3 separate regions of the Mus musculus genome follow, and regions 1 and 2 are each linked to region 3. A link is a contact called in public Micro-C data. All regions are on one chromosome and are shown on one strand. The core of a region is the stretch at or near the end of the contact, and the rest is flanking DNA. Distances in the headings are between cores, read along the strand shown. Region 1 has its middle 32 kb from the start of Lacc1. Region 2 has its middle 98 kb from the start of Gm30365. Region 3 has its middle 38 kb from the start of Serp2.

Region 1 (4,035 bases), core at 1,188-3,687, 410 kb after region 3:
GGCATCACAACCCCTCAAACTGAAGTTACAGATGGTTGTGAGCCACCCTGTGGATGCTGGGAACCAAACTCAGTCCTCATCAAGGGCAGGAAGTGCTCTTAACCACTGAGCCTTCCCTCTAGCACATCTCTGCTTCTGTATAAGAACTATTTGTAAGAGCTTGGTCATTTGTAAGATAAATGGCTGGAAAGAGAAATCTCTAATGTCTTCTTTTTTAGATCCAGAAAGCTCTGTTTTTACATTAGTAAGAGTATATCCCACTGATGCTTAGGAAACAGGAACACTTGATGACCACAGCTGGCTTTCTGGTGTCTTGAAACTCTTGTTTGTTATGTATGTTCTCTGGAGTTTTCATCCATACAGAAAAAGTAGAAAGTAGATATGACATTAGGTCAGTTTCTAACTCTGTTCCTAGGAACATACCTTTCTCTTATTTGTGTTTTCCAATACTTTTTTTTTTAAATCCAGGGAACAGAAGCTACATTTAACAGAAGCACTACACAGAGAAAAGGCCTTCGTTCTTTTAATTATATGGTGATCTAATTACAATAATAGGACGGATTACTTATCACACATGGGGGAGGAGGAATTTTAAATTGTGTTGGGATTAGAAACTGCAAATAATTCATTAAGATATCGCTGACTTCACTGAAGAGCCCTGTCTAAGTTCCTGTGGAATGACACGCTTATGGCCAGGGCAGTTTCTCTTTACAATGACAAGAAAGAAAAGCACAGTGGAGATGGAATGTGTGCTAGCAAACAGCTACTGTACGTTACCAGTTTTCCCTCCTTGCTGAATCTTTGCTCTCTGTGCATAAAAATGTTGTGATTTCCCCTTTCTTAGAAAAATCAAAGCTGCAGCTAGGATAGCAGTCCTCAACTTATGGATTGTGACCCCCTACAAAGGACCCTTTCACAGGGGAGGCCTAAGACCATTGGAAAACACAGATACTTACATTATGATTCGTAACAGTAGCAAAATTACATTAAGTAGCAATGAAAATGATTTTGTGGCTGGGGATCAGCTCCGTGGGGATCATTAAAGGGTCTCAGCATTAGGAAGGTCGAGAATGAATAGGCCAGGGAGATAGCTCAGTGTATAAAGTGCTTGCTCGGCAAGCGTGAGGACCTGAATGTATTCCCAGACGTGAGGTGGAGGGACTGGGCATGGTGTCTCATGCTTCCCATCTCAGGGCTGGAGAGGCAGAGACAAATGTAGTGTTGAGGTTCAGTGGTCAGGTAGCATAGCCTTGTCAGCAAGTTCCATGCTCATGAGTGACTCTGTCTTGGAAGGAATAAGGTAGATGGCACTGGGGGAACACTTAGAAAATTTGACCTCTGACCTCTGTGACCATGCACATACGCGTGTGCGCACGAGCTCGAGCCCACACACACGACCTGCCACACCCTCCCACCTCACACATACATGCACAGTTAAATAAGAAATGAGAGAAATGGTTTTCTTGGTTGCTCAGCCCTCTGTAGATGCTGCTCATTTTCTGATTTCTTTGCAGCAGTGGATCCCAGAGATGTGATGTGCTTTTCGTCTCTCAGTTGTCTTTTCTCTTCGGGTTTCTTTGATAGTGCTCGATTTTGAATTACTTTCTCAATTTTGCCTTTGAATATTTAACACGACTGCTTATTTTATCATTGGCTGTTCTTTATCAACCTGCCCTCTGAATCTTCCTCACCATCTTCTGCCTCTAAATGCCCTAGAGCCGATACGCCATTATACATCTCAATAATGACTGCATCGGTGTCCAGATGGTCTCATTTGCTATATGACTTCAGAAGCCACCTATGTACAGAGGATTTTTCAAAAGGTCTCTACCCAGGCCCTTTCTAGTCTTCCTCTCAAGACTACCACTTTATCCTCTGATTCTCTATGTCCTTTTCTCCCTTTCTGTTTCTTCACAGCGTTTGCCCTTTGGTGGTGTCTACACAGTGCATATCTGTTCATTCACATTTACCCCATCCATTTTCCACCCAAATGTATACTCCACGAAAGCACAACTTGGTTTTATTTCTTACTTCATATCTTCACCAGACAGAACAGATTCTACTGTGCTACACATTAAGTGATCAATAAATATTTGCCAAATGAATCACTGATGTCCAAATTTGTAATAATTTAACCCCCGCTTATTTAGGTCAAAAGTATCAAGGAAGAAAGAAGTTCAACTCTCAGTGTTGTTACGGCAGGTGGTCTGAGTTAATTTGCCACAAAATACCAAAAGTCAAGAGGGCTGAACTGAGAGACACAGAGTCAAGTGTGTAAGCCAACGGCAGCAAAAATCCAGCCTAGTTCAAGAAGTTGTGGCTTGGGTTAGGGAAACAATAGAGAAGAAAGGCTGAGGCACAGTACCTCATCTTTCTATCTCTCTGGTAAAGAAAGGGAGGACAAGGGCTCTAAGCAAGGCTAACCAGTGAAAACATAGCAGAAGGACGCTTTTCAAGACCCTGGAGACCTAGCATCTGGTGTCTGCTTCCTTCTGTTCAGTATAGGATCAGAGCTGCCTGCAGCTTAATGCCCAAGCCCAATCCAGTACTGTCTAGTTTCGATAGCCAGGGAGGCTCCATGAGGAATGGAAAGATAAATAAAACACAGCTGTCTTCAGGGTGTCTGTTGACTCAAGTGAGCTGAGAAGACACAGCAGCAACGTTAGGTAACAGGCAGCGTGCTCGACAGAGCGTAGAATCGCAGCAAATCATCTCTCTAAATGAGACTTGGAGTTGTGTTTAAAATAGAGCTAGTCTCTTGAGTAGAAGAAAAAGAACAATTTCCTACTTGTTCGTTGCTTCACCTGCACAGTGTAAGGTTCATGCAGAATTATTCTTTGTTTTGTTTTGTTTTTTGAAGACATGGTCTTCTTATGTGTCCCAGGCTGACCTTGAACTTTTGACCTCTCTGCTTCCATTTCCCTAGTGCTGAATTGCATGTTTGTATGATCATCCATGCTCATTTTATGTGGTGCAGTGGATTGACGCCAAGGCTCCGTGCATGCTAAACAAACACTCTGCCAACTGAGCTACAACCCCAGCCTGCCGAATTGTTTTTGCTTCCTTCTAACACTAAATTGCAGTGATTCTCAGTTCATAGGCATATACCGTGAAGACACATGTCTATGTAGATAATAAAATCGCATTAAGTAGACACTGCTAATTTATGATCAACTGCCACAGTAAGGCTAGTTAAGCTTGAGTCTATGAGTCTATATCAGTGGCACTGGTAATTTATTCATGAGCAGTGTAAACAAATTATAGAGGGAATGCCTATCTGTTTTAAAGGACAAACTGTTTTGAAAGCATCGGAGTTCTTCTAAACAGATAGCAGAAGTGAACACCGGCTCCTCCGAAAACACAAAGTAAGATCCCGAGCTGGGAGCCCCTGAGAGAAGGGTTGGCTCTTCCAATGCTCTGACCCTCAGCTCACCTCAGAGCCCCAGGGAGCCAGAACTTGTTTTGACTAAAGGAGAAACAGAGGAAATCATCTGTAGAATCATGGGGCCAGCAGACTGCCTCCCCCTGTCAACCACTCCTGCTGTCCTCATTGCTCTGGCAGTAAGAAGTGTGTATGCAAGACAGACAACAAAGTCGCTGCAGCCAGGATTATTCACAGGTTATTATGTAAAATTCCCTCATTCCGTAAGATTTATTGAATATTTATTTGCTGGGAGCATTGCTACTCATTCCGGTGTCACCATGGATTTTCAATATCAGGAGTTTATTTAGTCTATAAAAACTCCTCAGAACATATTATAGAAATACCTTGTTACTATACAGTTAGTTTCTTTTAGGAATACTGCCTCACAAGGTCGCATGAGGACCTCCCAGGCCAATGGGGCATGACCAAAATGGAAGCTAGGGAGGTTTGGAAGTGGTAAAATTTACAAAGAGTTTTTAGGAGTGAGTCCAGAATAGCTAAGCTGAGAATAAGATACAAATTGGCATTTAAAACCCACCACCAAATGGATCGTGAGTACAGGGTGGGTAAAGGAGGACAGGAATAAGAGTCATATGACCTGTCAAATGAAC
Region 2 (4,186 bases), core at 1,174-3,673, 340 kb after region 3:
TGTATATATTATATAAAATGATATATAATGAGAATGCATTTTCTTTTTTCAAATTAATATTTTTTATTTACATCTTGATTGCATCTTCCCCTCTCTCCCCACCCCCCCCCCATCCTCCAGTCCTCTCTCTCTCCTCAGAAAAGGGGAGGCCTCCCATAGATATCAACCTGCCTTGGCATATCAAGTTGCAGTAGGACAAGGTGAATCTTCTCCTATTGTGGCTAGGCAAGGCAGCTCAGTTAGGAAAGAGATTCAGAGGCAGGCAACAGAATCAAATGCAGCACCTGCTCCTGCTGTTAGGAGTCCCACATGAAGACTGAGCTGCCCAACTGTTACATATGTACAGAGGACCTAGGTCCATCTCATGCATGCTCCTTGATTGGCAGCTCAGATTCTGTGAGCCTCTGTGGACCCAGGTTAGTTGTGTGTAGGTTTTCTTGTGATCTCCTTGACCTCTCTGGCTCCTTCAATCCTTCTTCCCCCCTTCTCCATGGGATTCCCCAAGCTCTTCCTAACGTTTGGCTGTAGGTCGCTGCATCTGTTTCCATCAGTTGCTAGGGGAAGCATCAGAGATGACAGTTATACTAGGCTTCTGTCTGCAAGTAGAGTCGAATGTCATTAATAGTGTCAATGGAGGGCTCTCTCTCTTTCTCATGAGCTGTGTCTCAAGCTGAGCTAGGTTGTCCATCCCCTCAAATTCCACTACATCTTTATCCCTGCACATCTTGTAGGTAGGACAAATTGTGGGTCTCAGGATTGGTGTACACTCTCTCTATTGGAAGTCTTTTCTGGTTACAGGAAATAGCCATTTCATGCTCAATGTCCCCCATTGCTGGGAGTCTTAGCTAGGGTCACCCTCATAGATTTCTGGGAGTTTCCATTGTTCAAGGTTTCTTGCTTGTGCCAGAGACCCCCCTCCTCCCCCTGTACTGATTCCAGTCTTTTTTTTTTTTTTTAAGAAAGGGAGACTACACAACTCTCTCCATTTTCTAAGACAATAAGTCAAAACTGAGCAGACAAATAGTTCCCTTTAAAAGATGGTGCTAAACGAAAACAACAAAAACAAACAAAACCCCATGTGGGGTTTCTTCTTTGAAGCTTGGTTCCAAAGGCGTGCTGTTTTATCCAAGCTGCAGACCAACACAGTTGGAATGCTCATATCTACATAGGATGCAGTATCACCCAAAGCAAAACAGCTTACATTAATAGATGTAGAACTTACCTGCTGGGTGGTGCAGGGAGGGAGGTAGGGAGGGAGGGAGGTAAGGAGGGAGGGAGGGAGGGAGGGAGGGAAGAGGGGGACAGAGGAAGAGAGAGAGACAGAGAGAGAGAGAGAGAGAGAGAGAGAGAGAGAGAGAGAGAGAGAGAGAGAGAGAGAACCAATCCCCTCCTCTTGGGCAATGTTAGTACATCTCTGAAGATCCAGAAATGAATAAACCCAACAAATCATATTAATATGCTTTATGCATGAAATGATTTTAGAACAAAGAAAAAAATGGATCATGCAAGCTCATTGTTGCCTCTTGTTTATTCTTTCATTTGCACGGGAAAGTAATTACGACAACATCAAGAAAAACTGCATCAACTGCTCATCAATTACCATGCTATCAAGTTCTTCCCCTGCAAAGTCACTGCTACCCACACTCCTTGAGATTCTCTGTTGCTTAGCTTCCCCCCAGCAGCCATTCCACTGGGTAGTGCTGAGCCTCTCTGGTGAAGTCAGCCCAGCGAAGCTTCTGGTTGGCAGACTTCTCAGAAGCAGGCCTGACAGACATTCACAACTCATTCCCACCCATCAGTCTGACAGGCAGCACAGAGCTAAACATCAGTATCTGTGGGAATGCTTCTCTAGACCCAAGCGCACACCAGCCAGACCAATATCAAGGAAAAGAACACATGTTGTTTTGCTAACAGAGTTTAACAGGATAACATGTGTGTTATTCTGCACACATGTGCACACTCTTGCCAAATACAAAAGAAGCCCTGCAGGGCTGCCATGGTGCTCTTCCCTGAGCTTACAGGGACAATCGGGGAACCCAGGGCAGGAGAGAGAGAGAGAGAGAGAGAGAGAGAGAGAGAGAGAGAGAGAGAGAGAGAGAGAGAGAGAGAGGAAGAGACACGAAGAATGAGAGCAAGTCAATCATACTGATCAAGCTCTGAAAACTTTATTCAGGAGTGGCAATGTAAGCATAAGCAAGAGGAGGCTCCAAGGAAGGGGGAAAGAGCCCGGGGTTCTCTGAAGGTCAGGTGGCAATCTTCAGCTCCTGGAACCAACGGTCACAGTGTCCTCTTTTCTCACAAACATTCTTACTGTTATGACCATGAATGTTCTCTCAGGATTGTTTATGTAAGCTAGAAAATATCCACAAGGCCATGGCTGAGGCCATGGCTCCCGGCAGTGCTCTACAAGATTTTAACCTTGACTTGGCTTATGTGTAACGTCCTCCCTCCCCCTCCTCCTCCCTCTCCCTCTCCCCTCTTTCCCTCTGCCCCCTCTCTGTCTTTCTCTGTGTCTCCTCTGCATCTCTCTCTGTGTCTCTGTTTCTCTCTCTCTCTTTCCACCTGCCATACACACACACATACACACACACCATACACAGGCATGTGTACATGAAACAGACTTAAAAACAATTTATTTTATGTATCTTTGTCAGCTTTTTAACATTATTTATTGTCTACTCTGTGTTTGTGTGTGTGTGTGTGTGTGTGTGTGTGTGTGTGTAGTGGAGGTGCACATGTGGAGAAAACTTAAATCTATTCTCTCCTTTCACCGTGTGGATCTGGAGGTCAGAGGTCGGGTGGAGTGACCAAACTCAGGTCATCACAATTGGTGACAATGGCATTTACCTCTGGAGCCATCTCACTGGCCTATATTTTTCTTATTTAAAAAAAAAAAAAAGGCTTCAGAAAACAGAGAGACTTCTGTCATCCTTACATGGCACAGTGCCCTGACACCCCACATGCCTTCTTCCTTTGGTTGCCAGCACAGAAATGATATCTACCCTTTGGACTCAGACTCTGTGAGATGAGTACATTCCATTCCTGCAAAAGGTGTTAGGAAAAATGTTTGAAAAAGCAATGTATTTTCTCCCTCTAGGTTTACGTTCAGTGAGTAAGAGAAGATGCTACAAATGAGAGCTAACTGGTAGGCCCCAATTGCTGCCTGTACCAGCTCTTGGTTTCATAGTTTTATTTCTATAAAGATCTTCTAGATCATACAGTTTGGAAAAATGCAGTTAAGGTGCAGTTAGAAATTGTAATAATGTGCTGAAAGAATTAATGTTCGGTGAAGTCGTTTTTGTGGATAACTTTAAACTGGTTTTACTTCAGTTCCCTGAGACAGAAAACAAACTGATCCCCCACTGAATGTCAGGGGACAAACATTATCACTTACCAAAGAGACTGTTGTGAGGGGGAAAAAATACCTTTTGTATTGTCCAGATGTTAACCATGGAAGCAAAGTCACAATGTGACCTCTCCATGCCCTGTCACGTTAGGAGCAAAGATCCCTTAAGAAAGTGAGCAGAGTTCAGTTGTCACATCTGGGGGGTCCTTTGATGGTCACAAAAAGTCTAGTATTTGTTAAATATACAGATCACCAGTGCTGCTCACTAGCATCTATCCAGACAGACTCAAAGCCAAAATTAACAACTGCCGGTAATAATCTGAAGGCAAATGCTGAGGAGACTTGTGTCACCAGGCAGGCAAATGGAGAGGTCCTACGGGAGTGAGCTGAGGTCTGCAGAAGGACTTGGCCAGGAGTGAAATGGCCAGGGGAGCAGATTGCCCCTTACAGAGTTCCTGCAGCATCTGGCAGAAAGGTGTCTAGATTGAGGCCAGCATCATTTGGGAGGAAAGGCAGGACCAGGCAAACACAGTGTTGGTAGGGGGTCCTGCTCTGAATCATGTACCCTTTAGGCAGCAATGCAATTTGTAGAAGGCAGAATAAAGCTTCCACAGGAGACAGCCATAAGAGAATCCAGGGAAGTTGTTGGGACAGCAAACCAAAGTGCCCCTGAGCAAAAAGAAGAGAGTCTGTGCATTCCTAAGGTGGGGGATGAGAACTGATTTCCTGAGCCATGTCTTCTGCCTACATGTGTGTGCCTTGCCATGGCTAATCCTCACGTGAGCATTTTTGTAAAGACATGGAAGACGGAAGCATCCAGGGATGCTTTTTGAAAGAATA
Region 3 (4,235 bases), core at 1,382-3,881:
AAGACATCAACGGGGCTACGAATGTGTTATCATTGCTCAAGGCCTCCTTTGACTCCACCACCATCAGAGTTTACACCAGGCTTTCACCAATGTCATTCCTCTCATGCTATCTTCACCAGAGATATTATTTAGGGTTTCCTTGTATAAACATCTAGTTAGAAACTGTGTGGTTTGTTCATGCAGCTGGGTTGTCTATTCGAGGGCAGGGGCCATACTGATAAGACATTAGTGCCAAGGACAGTCTGGGAACACGCAGTGCTGGTTCAACAAATTGGATCGGCTCCCTGGGCACTTGTTTTTGAGGAGAAACTGTGTAGGAAATAGCCCCAGCCTCTACGCCTCCATTTTTTTTTCTCGTAATTACCAACTTGAGAGTTTTGTCTAAATTGTAGAGTGGCCTTTCTGCTTACAGACTCCAGGGGCGGTGAACCTTCGAGAGCGCTTTCTCTGGGCTGCTCTGGGTGCTTTAGCTTGTGGGACTTAATCTCCTAGAGATCTGAGGAAAGCGATACCAAGCCACCCTCATCAAGCTCATTTTACAGATGAGGAGGCAGAAGGGTTGCCCAGAGAAAAGGGTTATCCCAGCCACCACAAGGCTGGAAGACAGCGGGATCAGGTCTGAAGCCAGAGTTCCTTTCTCCCATAGCTGAAGTGGCCTCCCATTGGCTGGCCTTCCTTTCTCTTCTAGCGTGAAAGAGCAAATAGCACTCGGATAGGATGAGAGCCTTGCTAGTGTGGGATGATCACTTGAAGACCTGGCGGTGAAGGTCTACTCCTGTGTAAAATTAAGAAGCTTCATCATCCAGGGTTTTGCTACTTCTTCAGTATGGGCTACTGGCCAAGGCACCGCTGAGCTTGTGCCACGAAGGCTGCCGCAGTGTTTTCTAGACAGACTCGCAAGGAACTCCAGCGCATTTTCCTCATCGACCGTGAAGAACCTGTGACTTTGGAGGTGTCGCTGGGACTGAGAGATGCTTCTGCCCCAGAGGGCAGGGTTCAGGGATGTTCCCAAAGGAAGGAAGAACACGTTTGACCAAGTGCTTTATTTAAAACCACGCTTTAGTATTCACGTTCTTTGGGAAGCAAAACCAAAATAGTTGTTTTGTGCGCACGCACGCGTGCATACGTGTGCGTGTGTACATGAATGAGTGCTGTGCCTGTAGGTGAGGAGGTTTGTAGAGGGCAGGGATCAACTGCAGCATTGTTCTTCAGTAGCTGCCTAACCTTGTTTTTTTGAGGCAGAGACTCCCTGGAATCCCAGGATTGCATATTAAGGTAGGGTGTCTACCACTGAGCCCCACAAATCTCCCCCCCCCCCAGTACTAGGGGTTAAATGTGCATGCCAGCATACCCAGCTGCTCACATGGGTATGGGTTATTGGACTCAGGTGTTCATGCTTGCAAGGAAAGCGCTTTCTGCCTAAGCCACCTCTCCAGCCCCATTAGCATGTTTGTTGTTGTTGTTGTTTTGTTTTTATGCTAGAGGTCAGGGAGGTTAATTTAGGCACAGAAATCCCACCAAGAGTCCTGTTGTCTTTCTACACATTTTAATTTTAATCCATGCCTAGAGAGGTTGCATTTTGACTAAGTCAGTCCTATCTGACCTGGAGTTTTGGAACCGGGTAGTGTTCTGAACAACTCCCAAGAAAACGTCTAGTTTACTTCGATGGTCATACAACTTCAAGCTGCATGTATTTAGCCAGAGCTGCTCTTTACTTCAGAGACAGGATTCCAAACTTTCCAGAAAAGGAAATGTCGCAATAGCTTTTTAAAAACAATCAGTTTCGGTATCTCATGGCCACACAGTTGGCATGCTAGTTTTGTTGAGGATCTGAAGTTGCCAACCTCAGAGAAGTGGGACTTAGAGCCTGCCCTTTCTTTTGCATGGCTTGCGTTACTCTTCACCTTCATCTACACGTGGAATCTGTTTCCTGGGAGCAACAGCCCAAAGTCCATCTTCGTGTTTAGCACCCAGGTGAATGCGCTAACGGAGGCCGTCCAGGAGCTTGTTTGACACCGGGTACATGGTTGTGATTGAACATTAAGAAAACCTTGTGGCTGGGCGGTGGTGGCGCACGCCTTTAATCCTAGCACTTGAGAGGCACAGGCAGGCAGATTTCTGAGTTCGAGGCCAGCCTGGTCTACAGAGTGAGTTCCAGGACACTCTCGAACAAACAAACAAACAACAACAACAACAACAAAAACCCAAAAAAACCCAACAAACAAACAAACAAACCCAAACAACAACAACAACAACAACAACAACAAACCTTGTAAGAGGTCAGGCATCAATAGGGTTTTGGTGGACCCAGAAGGGCTCTGTTTCTCCCTTAGCATGTGGTTACAGGGCTAACATGGATGTGTTGTTAGGAGAGATACAGCCCTCCCAGCTGCTTAAATGGGAGAGGTTCTGATGCACAGCAAGGTTTCTCCCAATTCTAAGGCAAATTATCCTTTTTTTTTCTTAGCGTAGTTGGCTTCTTACCAGCTGTTGCGCTTGCAGATGAAGGCCTATTTATCCTGGATGACCTTTTATAAAATGATTTCTTAGAGCATTGGACAGGAAGAGATAGCAGGTGCTCAGAGTCCTATTTTCTTGCAAGGCAATCATATGATGACTCAGGTCGCTGATAAGGAGGTTAGCTAGCAAAGTCGAGGTGTCAAGGATAATATCAAACAAAGAATGTGGACAGCCGCTTACAGAAGAGCTGTTAGTCACTCTGGCCTTCTCTTGTTACTTCTCCAGGCCAACAAGCCCTAAGACAGCGCCTTAAATGGGTACAACTCTAAACTGTACTTCAAATGAAAGTTAAACCGATTATTATGAAGTTGAAAACAGGAAGAGGGAGGGTCAAAATTCTCTAGTGGGCAATGGAGTGAACAAATTTCACCTGTGTGTGCACTTTTACTATAAACCAACTCAGCTCCCAAAGACAGGGGTGTATCTCTCATTAAAGTGTCACTGACTCCTGAACAGCACAGAGGGCCATCTTTAGGTAGACACCGGCAAATCTCTCCAGTTCCCTCCCAACTGTGGGAGCCAAAGTGTCTGTCCATCCTGCTGGGATTTGAACCTCTGAACCTTGGTTTTACAGAGCCAGGAATAGTTTGCACGCTGTTACTTGGCTCATAGCCACTCTTACTCCCTTTCTTATTCCCTTGCCAGGACACAGCAGGCTACTTGTGGGAATTAAAAAAAAAATTAAAGCCAAGTGGAAAAGCAACACTAAACGCTCCAAGATCTTTCCAGAGACCCAAGTAACTACTGGCATTCTCATAAATGGACTATGTTTTTAAGGAAGTCATGGGCTTGGAGCTTTGAAAAGAAAGCAGCGTCCTCACAGTTAAGTGGGTAATGCCTACCCCGGAGCCTCCCAAAGGGCGCTCTGTGAGTCCATACAAGGCTCCTTTACAAGGCCACTGACTAAAACTGGGACTGTTTTCCAAACACAGCTGGCATATTGTAAATGCAAAGCTATAACCAGGGCAAATATTTGCTCGAGGGGCAACTCTGCACAGTATTTGAAGCCAAGGTTGTTGTCAGGAGCTGCACAGGTCTAAATGCTTTGCCAGCTTAGGAGTTGCGGTTCAACCGCCACATTTTCAGCTGTGTGGCAAATAATGGGGGCAACCCTTCACAGCTTGATCTGCAAACATGCTCTACCTGGGTGAGCATGGATTTGAGGTGGTGGTGGGTGGGGCTGTGTTTAGACTTGAATTCAGTGAGTGTTCCTGGGACCCCACCTTCCTCTAAACACTTCCAATTTTTTTCTTTAGGGAAATGACCATTCTCTCTCTCTCTCTCTCTCTCTCTCTCTCTCTCTCTCTCTCTCCTCTCCTCCCCCTTTTTTCCTCCTTCCCCACTCCCATTAGAAAATCTGTAACTGTGTGTTTGATCTAAATAGCTATGAACATTAGCTGAGAAACTTGCTTGCCCTTCTTCTCTGTTTTTGTCTTCTCAAGCTCAGATTCCAGTATAGGAAGCAGAGGAGGTGGATAAAACACAGCTCTACCCAGTGAGGGCACAACCCAAACCTTGCTATAGAGCAGATACAACTGTTTCTTGTGTGCCACCATGGGAGCATTTTTGTTTTCCGAGACAGGGTTTCTCTGTGTAGCCCTGGCTGTCCTGGAACTCACTCACTCACTCTGTAGATCAGGCTGGCCTCGAACTCAGGAATCCACCTGCCTCTGCCTCCCAAGTGCTGGGTTTAAAGGCGTGTGTCACCACACCCG

Evidence for each region. A called contact is a pair of places that touch in the nucleus more often than the background predicts.
Region 1: a Micro-C map of granulosa cells shows a contact between it and region 3, with 6 times the contacts expected there. The contact joins two enhancer-like sites. A contact is called at or near these places in 3 of 15 datasets of contacts at CTCF or cohesin (the NIH/3T3 cell line and large pre-B cells), 9 of 484 Hi-C or Micro-C datasets (the C2C12 cell line, bone marrow-derived macrophages, cerebellar granule neurons and 5 more), 4 of 115 datasets of contacts at active chromatin or transcription factors (embryonic hindbrain and embryonic stem cells) and 1 of 9 other capture datasets (embryonic stem cells).
Region 2: a contact with region 3 is called in a Micro-C map of granulosa cells, with 3 times the contacts expected there. The contact joins two enhancer-like sites. A contact is called at or near these places in 2 of 484 Hi-C or Micro-C datasets (both in granulosa cells).

The regions. Positions count from the first base shown.
Region 1 is chr14:77,002,339-77,006,373 of GRCm38.p6, forward strand. No RefSeq gene overlaps it. Among named protein-coding and RNA genes, the nearest start is that of Lacc1, 32 kb to the right of the region's middle. Within about 2 kb of position 2,438, at least 28 of the 459 cell types and tissues checked have an H3K27ac peak or open chromatin away from gene starts, as enhancers often do. A contact at or near this core is called in granulosa cells, where this site is marked.
Region 2 is chr14:76,933,863-76,938,048 of GRCm38.p6, forward strand. No RefSeq gene overlaps it. Among named protein-coding and RNA genes, the nearest start is that of Gm30365, 98 kb to the left of the region's middle. Within about 2 kb of position 2,424, at least 7 of the 459 cell types and tissues checked have an H3K27ac peak or open chromatin away from gene starts, as enhancers often do. A contact at or near this core is called in granulosa cells, where this site is marked.
Region 3 is chr14:76,592,075-76,596,309 of GRCm38.p6, forward strand. No RefSeq gene overlaps it. Among named protein-coding and RNA genes, the nearest start is that of Serp2, 38 kb to the left of the region's middle. Within about 2 kb of position 2,632, at least 31 of the 459 cell types and tissues checked have an H3K27ac peak or open chromatin away from gene starts, as enhancers often do. A contact at or near this core is called in granulosa cells, where this site is marked.